Linked DNA regions of Mus musculus: regions 1 and 3 are each linked to region 2. A link is a contact called in public promoter capture Hi-C data. All regions are on one chromosome and are shown on one strand. Each heading gives the region's core, a stretch centred on a gene start, on an enhancer-like site or on the middle of the called end of the contact. The rest is flanking DNA. Distances are from core to core; before and after follow the strand shown.

Region 1 (2,700 bases), core at 44-2,543, 1.1 Mb after region 2:
TGTCTCTTTAAAAAAATCTGTTCTCAGTGGGGTAGCACATGCCTTTAATCCCAGCATTTGGGTGGCAGAGGCAGGTAGATTTCTGAGATCAAGGCCAGCCTGGTCTACAAAGAGAGTCCAGGACAGTCAAGACTGGTTACACTAAGAAACCCTGTCTTGAAATACACACACACACACACACACAAAATCCACTGTCCCAAATTGCCCAACATCTCTGTTTTTAGGGAAAAAAATGCCAGTTGCTACCATGGTCATAAGTAGGCCTTGCCGGACTCTGGATTCTGCCTCTATCTCCTCTACCTTCCCTAGACCCTGCCCCCAGCGTCACTGGTGTTTCTGTAAAATGTCAAGCATTTGAGCTGATTTCTTATCCCAAAGGCCTGTGCCTAAGGGTCTCCTCACCCCCTGCACAGCTTTCATCAGTTTTGTAAATATGATTCTGGTGTACTGGGTTTTCCGCATTTGCATCACTGGTTAAAGGCTAAAGAGGGAGGCTTGTTCCTTGTTCTGCTCAGTGGAGGAAACAGCACCTGGAGAGAGCAGCCACTCTACAAATATTTGCAGAAAGAGTAAATGAACACATGGAGGCAGCGGAAGGAATTCTTCCTGTGATGGCACAGGCGTTTAAGTCAAACACTTGAAGAGGTGGTGTGGTGGCAAAAAGATTCAAGAATTCAACATCATCTTCACTCAGCTACATACAGAGTTCAAAGTTAGTCCAAGTTACATGAGACCCTGTCTCCAAAAGAAAAAAAAAAAGGAAGAAATTCCTGAGGCTGCTATTAAAATAGGCATAATAATCTTTTATCCAAGCTAGAGGATGAGGACACGCCCTCTCTCAAGGTTGCGCAGTGGGGGACAGTTACTAGGGCACAGGTAGCCTCTGGCAATAAGTACTGTCTGGTCTCTGTGAGGCCACGCCCCGTCGCGCGTTGCTAAGGCACCGAGAAGCGTGTAGGTGGGCACGTCGTAAGGCAGGAAGACCCCAAATTTTGCCGCCCTTAGGTGTCTGAGCCAAGCGATGGGGGTGATGCGAGAAGCATCTCGGAACTCATCTCAGTCCAAGATCTCAGCACAGCCGCAGCGCGCCTTCCACGACACACTTCACATCTGCCGGAGGAAGCCTGAACCCCACCATGGACCACGCACGCCGGGCTCGCGGCGGGTCACCAGGCGCAAGAGTACCCGCAGAGCCGGAGCCGCAGCCGCCAGTGCCGCCTCGGCCTGGGCCTCCGGCGCCGCCTCCTCCCGCCCCGAGGCCTCCTACGCCTCCGCGACCCGGGCCGCCGCCTCGGCCCCCAGCCCCGCCCCGCCGCCAGGCCCCGCCTCCTGCCCCGGCCTGAGCCCAGCCCCGGGCTGCGGTTCCCGCTCCTGCCGCCGCGCGCCGGCGGTGGCGTGCACGCTCCTCCGAACTGTCGCCGGCACGCCCTCTTGGCCCCGCTGCCCGCACGCCAGCAAGATGGCGGCGCCCAGCGAGCCGGCGGGCTTCCCTCGCGGCAGTCGCTTCTCCTTCCTGCCGGGCGGCGCGCGCTCCGAGATGACCGACGACCTGGTGACTGACGCGCGGGGCCGCGGCGCAAGGCATAGAGACGACACCACCCCTGCCGCGGCCCCGGCGCCGCAAGGTTTGGAGCACGGGAAGCGACCGTGCCGGGCCTGCGTGGACTTCAAGTCGTGGATGCGGACCCAGCAGAAGGTGCAGATGCCCCGCTTGGCCGCCCGGTCCCGGTCCCCCACACACCTGGTTTCCAGGTTCCCGTTCGGCTACCGCACGGCCCAAACCCTCAGGGTTGGCTATGCCTAAACATGTTTACCCCTCACCCACACACACCGTTAGGCTCAAACTTTTGCGCTTTCAGCCACTGGCTAGTCAGATCGAGTTAGTAGGCTGTCAACTGAAAAAGGGAGCGTTCTTGTTTCCTTTATTATTATTATTATGATTATTATTAGTGATAATGGGAATTCGAACCGAAGGCCTCTGGCGTACAACGCAAGCAGTCTGCCACTGGGTTGGAATTTTATGGGCTTTCTGGTTGGGTAAGAGTGAATTGACCTTTAGTCGGCCTACTTCTGCAGCGGGACATCAAGTTTAGGGAGGACTGTCCACAGGATCGGGAAGAATTGGGTCGCCACACCTGGGCTTTCCTCCATACGCTGGCCGCCTATTACCCGGACAGGCCCACGCCAGAACAACAACAGGATATGGCCCAGTTCATACATATATTTTCCAAGTTTTACCCCTGCGAGGAATGTGCGGAAGACATAAGGAAGAGGTAAGTTGTGGCTATACCTCTTGTCAGTAAGGTCCCTAGAGCGGGCCTAGCTGATGCCGGGCGGTGGTGGCGCACGCCGTTAATCCCAGCACTTGGCAAGCAGTGGCAGGTGGTTTTCTGAGTTCGAGGCCAGCCTGCTCTACAGAGTGAGTTCCAGGACAGCCAGGGCTACACAGAGAAACCCTGTCTCAAAGAAACACAAAAAAAGGGGGGGGGGCATAGCTGATGTCATAGAGAGGGGCCTAGAACAGTAGATTCAGAAGTGACAGGTTCCTAGGAGAGGGGACACCAAAAGGGATGTTGGGGTTTGGGGGCCTTCTCCTTCCTCAAAAGCCCAGTCCTTATAGCTCTTCCTTATGGGGCTCAAGCCAATCTCTCAGCTTAGTTACCAGCTTTAAAAACTGGACTGAAGGGAGGCAGAGGCAGG
Region 2 (2,700 bases), core at 130-2,629:
ATGGCTCCCAGCCCGGCCCTCAGGCCACGTCTAGGCAGGAAATCGAGGCTCCACCATGCCTCTGACCTGATCTAGGCAGCCCCTAATCATCCAGGCTCCTGTCCCAACACCGGCCCCCCCCCCGCCCCTCCCCCCTGCTGCGATGAGGCTGCTGTCCAGCACTTCATCAAAGTGTTGGGCTGGAACAGAGGGTCCCGTGTCCCGAAGGGGCAGCAGGGAGGCCTGAGAAGACCCTGGTCAGTGGGCCCTGGGACAAGATGGCAGTGGAAGTCGGGCCTCCAGGAGGGAGCAGGTGAAGTGGCATCTGCCATCTGCTCCTGGGAGGTCAGCTGCTGGCTCGGGCTGGGAGGGGCTAGCAGGAGGGCTGCTAGGCCAGATCCAGGCCTCAACAGTGCAGCCTTCTCTCCTGGGATGACGGGTGGGGAGGATCCCCCACTGACTAACATCCTAGAAGGACATGGAAGCCCTGCTCAGCAATCTCAGGATGCCCATTCCCCATTTTGAAGCCTTCCAATCTTGGCCAAGGCCCATTTTCTTTTTCTAGAACCAAAGACATGCCAGCCCACTCCCTGGTATAGAGCTGTGGGCGGCAGCTCTATACCAGCTCATGTCCAGAAGGCGTCCAGGACCCCTAGGCCACATATCCACATGGCTCCTCCCTTTTAATTGTATCAACACCTGTCACGTCCTCCAGTCCGCCGGAGGCTCATAGGGCTGGAGTGGGGAGAGCCCAGAGCCAAGCCAGAAGGAGTGGGGGCTGACGGCCTGCAGTTCCGCGTCCTCGCAGCCACCGTGCTTCCTCTCAGCAATTCCGTGGTACGGAGATACAGCCTGACCGCGCTGCCGGTAGCGAGCGGGGCGCAATCAGGCCGGCCACTAGGGTTAGGGGCTGCGGAACCGCTGGCTCAGCGGCCGAAGGGTGAGGTGGGGAAGGGGCTGCGATTACGTAAGCCCTGCTCAGGCGGCGGCGGCCGCGGCGCAGTCCCAAGTCCCCACCCCGCCCCCTCCTCATTGTAGCCTTCGCGGAGGCAGTGGCTCGACCTGGACCCTCCCCTCCCCGCAGCCTGGCCGCGCGCGCACACACACCTTACCTCGGCCAGGGCTTCTGGCTCATGCCACGCTGTCCGCCGGGCGACCTCGCGTCATGGGGAGCTCAGCACCCGAGCCGCCTAGCGCGGAGGCGGCCGAGGTGCTGGACTGGCTAGCAGGGCCCGACTGCGCCCCGCGCCCGGCGCCCCGCGCCAGGGCCCTCTCCGCAGAGTTCCGAGCGGAGCTCCCCGGTGGGAGAGGATCTGCCGCCCTGAGCCTCCCACCGGGGAGGCTGAGGCTGTGCCCAGATAAATAAGGCCGCTTTGCAGGGAACCCGGCGGGCGCCTCCTCCCTCCCCTTCCCCTCCTCCCTGCGCTCCTCCTCCGCGCTCCTCCCCGCGCTCCTCCGCGGCCGCCGCCGGCGCCGCGCGTGCCCCCCGCCCGGCCCTAAGAGCCGCGCCCTCGCGCGCTCCCGGCGTCCGGACCAATCCGGGTTCTAGAGCCAGGCTGAGGTGTCGAGAATCCCCAACCCCGCCCCGCTCCTCTCCGCGCGCTCCCGGTGCGGTACCGACGGGCACGCGCCAGGCGGCAGCACCCGCTCAGCGGCCGGTGTTCGCACAATAACAAACCCCGTAGGCCGCGCGGCCGAAGAGCAGCTTCGAGTGTCCCATCTGCACAAAGTGGTGGCGACCCAGAATCTTGCCAGCTGAGGAGAATTGCGGTCCTTGGCGCGAGCGGTTGGCAGTGGGGTTCCGGATCCTGCGCAGATGCAACTGGCCCTATGTGCCCTTGCTTGGATTGCCACCTGTGAGGGCGAGGAAAGAGAAGCCGAGTGGAGACATCGACATCGTCGCACCTCCACACACACACACACACACCCTCCTTATGGCCCCTAGGATTCATATCCCTTCCGATCCTGTTGCGAGTCAGGCAGAAGAATCCCTGTTCTGGGTGACATAGTCACACACTTGCAAGCAAGTGACTAAAGCAAGCGTCAATGAAAACACAAGACAGTGGAGTGATAGTGGGGAGGGGTTACTTCTGACAATGTCACAAATGATCTGAGACGCCCTCTCTGTCCCCATAGCACTTGGTAGGAATGGTTCGAGAATCGACCTGCCTTATGGAGTTCCACAGGTTCGCTCTGAGATGAAGTAGAGGTCAGGTGGTGGCAGCCTGTATGGACCAGGGAGGGTGGTTTGTGTAAAAGGACCCATTAAGGGCTGCTGGAGAGCCAGACCTCTCAGCAGGCTAAAGGGACCCCAATCTGGGTCTCTCTTGAGACCAGAAACAGCAGATGTTGGGACAGCAGAGTAGCGTCTTGGAAGAGAAGGAGCTTCAGGGTGGAATGTCCTCAGATGAGACCAACTGCTGTGGAGATGGGAGGTCTGTCTCCTGGGAATGATGTGAGGCCTAGGGGCAATAAGAAAGGGAAGTAAGCTGTATCCTAGCTGGTGTGTGTGTGTGTGTGTGTGTGTGTGTGTGTGTGTGTGTGTGTGTGTGTGTGGTGTATGATCATATATGTGAAGGTGCAAATAGAAGTTAGAGGGCAGTCTCAGGTATTTCTTAGGCAGTGTGTGTGAGTGAGTATATGTGTGTGTGTGTGTGTGTGAGAGAGAGAGAGAGAGAAAGAGAGAGAGAGAGAGAGAGAGAGAGAGAGAGAGAGAGAGAG
Region 3 (2,700 bases), core at 114-2,613, 1.0 Mb after region 2:
CAAAATCCTGGATATAATGAAAAGAACAGTGGTAACCAGGGGGTGTTATAGGTAGAAGTAAGGGGAAACAAGTGGGACATGAGGTCAGGGAAAGTAATCTGTAGGAATATATGTATTATATATGTTTTACTCATTTTATATAGATGTTTTAACATATATATAACATATTATATATGTATATATATTTTACATACTCTATCCTCCTGGATCCTATATGATATACATACATACTGCATGTAGGCTTCTGATATATCCTGTCCCTATCCTTGAGAACTGACAGGCTCCCTTCCTCCTTAAAACCTCTCTTCCAGCTAGATATGGTGACATATACCTGCAATCTCAGCATTTGGAAAGTGAAGGTAGGAGAATCAAGAGTTCAAGGCTAACCTCAGCTACATAGTGAATTTTTGAAGCCACCCTGGGCTACCTGAGACCCTGTCTCGAGAAGGGAGGGATGGAGGAAGGATTTGAAAGGAAAGAAAGAACCAGACAATTCCGGGAAGATGAAAAGGAAGGAGGAAAGGAGAAAGAAAGGAAGAGAAAGGTAAGCAGGGAGAGGAGAAAGAGAACATTTTTCTCCATTTCCTCTGATGCTTGGAGTGGTGCTGGCTTGTAATCCAAACACAGGAGGCAGAGGCAGGTGAATCACAAGTTCAAGGTTAACCTGAGCTACGTAGGGAGAGCCTGTTTCAACAAACAAACAAACAACTAAAAAGGCCTGTCTCTGGAATTTTGTTTGTTTTGTTTTTCGAAACAAGGATTCTCTGTGTTGCTCTGGCGGCCCTGGAACTCGCTGATTTGGAACTCCACGATCTGCCTGCCTTTGCCTCCCCTCTTGCATGCCTGGGGTTAAAGGAGTGCACCAACCACCCCTGCCTGCCTACGGGATTCATTCTTGTCCTGGGGAGCCTGACAGGGTGAGGATGTGGAGGGTAAGCAACTCCATGGGAGCCATCTGCCGGAATGGAACCTGACAGTACGGCTCTGACCTCGAGAGACACGCTGACCTGGGACACTAACAACCTGGGACCGTGACAGCGAGAAACCTGACAGGAAATGGACGGGCTGGGAGGGAGCTGACAGGAGTGGACAGGCAGGGTAGAACCTGACAAGAAGCAACCGGGCAGGGCAGAAGAGACACGAATGAGTGAGTCTTGACTGGAAGGGACCTGACAGACCGAGGGCCGCGCGCACCGCGGAGAACCTTGGGGACGTCGGCGCGTGCGACCCCGCGCGAGTTTCCCCTCAGCTCAGGCACCAGCTCTCAGAACCGGAGCGCGGTCCCGCGCCGCCGGCCGGATGCCGAAACAGGCAGTCTGGGTCGCGGCTCACCGGATACTTCCGGGCCCGCTAGGTGACCCACGGGGTTCCACCTGACGCCGGTCACGCTCTAGGCCTTCCCACAGCCCGGTGGGCGAACCGCCTGGAGTCCCCGACCGTTAGCTCGAGCCCCGCCCCCTCCGCCCCCTACTGACCGCGCCCCCACTGACTCCGCCCCCAGCGCTTGTGGACTCCGCCCCTATGGCCGCGGGTCTCACGCACGTGTTCACGGTTAGGGGAGAGGCACTACCCATTCCTTGGACTGGAGAACTTTGTTAAGGACTCAGGTGGTGGAGGCCAAGTCGGCCGTAGGTACTGACCCAGAAAAGCCAATTTCGGGGTCACTCGAAGACAGGAGCGGCGACCACGCACCGCACAGGAGCTAGTGAAAGGGGGAAGTCGCTAAGGAAGCAGGCTAGGCATTTGCCGCAGTTCTCTGGTTGGGATCCTGACTAGGGTCTCAGGCTGTCCCCACTGAGCAACCCTCATAAATGTCTTATAATTGCACACGTCTCCGAGAAAGCACAAAGTTACCTTAAGTGAAATATTCTTAATTTAGAGCAGAAAGTGAACTGAAGGAAGACACGGATATAAAAACCGATAGGGTTGTGGAAGAGGAAATGGCCAGATGCTCTTATTAAAGGAGTTTCCCTGGTTTTACCACATACCATATATATCAGGAGGTACACATATAATATTATGTAAAATAATACTATTTGAAAATACCACAGTATTATATAAAATAGATAATACTATTTGGGGGCAGGGACGTTAAGACGGGGTCTTATGATGTCGTTCTGGCCGTCCTGGAACTCACTATGTAGACCAGGCTGACCTTGAACTCTCAGAGGCCTCTGCCTTGGAAGTTCTGTGATTAAAGACATGAGCCATTATGCTGAGCTTAAAATAGATAATACTAATTTTTTTGTTGCTTTTGTTTTTTTAAGACAGGGTTTTCAGGAGGAGGTGGTGGTACATGCCTTTGATCTCAGCACTTGGGAGGCAGAAGCCGGTGGATCTCTGAGTTCAAGGCTAGCCTGGTCTACAGAGTGAGTTCCAGGACAGCCAGGGCTACACAGAGAAACCCTGACTCAAAACAACAAAAAAGACAGGGTTTCTCTGTGTAACAGCCCTTGTTGTCCTAGAACTTACTTTGTAAACCAGGCTGGTCTAGAACTTCAGAGATTGAAGTAGGAGAATCATGTGTTTCAGGATCATGAGTAGCTCAGCTCATGAAGACCTAAAAAAAAAGAAAAAAGGCCAAGTTGGACTATCTAGAACCTGTCTCAAACAAACAAAATTACTACCATATAAAAATCTTACTCTGACTTTCATTAATGAAGTACTTATTGAAATAAGTAAGTTAAGGTCCTATCACTA

What was found. Promoter capture Hi-C pulls out the DNA fragments that hold promoters and counts their contacts. Capture Hi-C pulls out chosen DNA fragments and counts their contacts.
Region 1: a contact with region 2 is called in a promoter capture Hi-C map of adipose tissue, with 2.7 times the contacts expected there. The contact joins the promoter of Noxo1 here to the promoter of Fbxl16 in region 2. A contact is called at or near these places in 3 of 39 promoter capture datasets (hippocampal neurons, neural stem cells and pre-B cells), 1 of 484 Hi-C or Micro-C datasets (cerebral cortex), 1 of 115 datasets of contacts at active chromatin or transcription factors (embryonic forebrain) and 2 of 9 other capture datasets (adipose tissue and liver).
Region 3: a promoter capture Hi-C map of embryonic stem cells shows a contact between it and region 2, with 3 times the contacts expected there. The contact joins the promoter of Meiob here to the promoter of Fbxl16 in region 2. A contact is called at or near these places in 3 of 39 promoter capture datasets (the 3T3-L1 cell line, embryonic stem cells and pre-B cells).

The regions. Positions count from the first base shown.
Region 1 is chr17:24,694,827-24,697,526 of GRCm38.p6, reverse strand. It overlaps Noxo1 (NADPH oxidase organizer 1), which reads right to left and starts at 1,293. Exons shown (of 9, transcript NM_001357836.1): 1 at 531-1,293. It overlaps Gfer (growth factor, augmenter of liver regeneration), which reads left to right and starts at 1,371. Exons shown (of 3, transcript NM_023040.3): 1 at 1,371-1,696; 2 at 2,077-2,273. The coding sequence starts at 1,460.
Region 2 is chr17:25,807,778-25,810,477 of GRCm38.p6, reverse strand. It overlaps Fbxl16 (F-box and leucine-rich repeat protein 16), which reads right to left and starts at 1,379. Exons shown (of 6, transcript NM_001164225.2): 1 at 1,092-1,379.
Region 3 is chr17:24,803,045-24,805,744 of GRCm38.p6, reverse strand. Meiob (meiosis specific with OB domains) reads right to left here and starts at 1,363. Exons shown (of 14, transcript NM_029197.1): 1 at 1,333-1,363.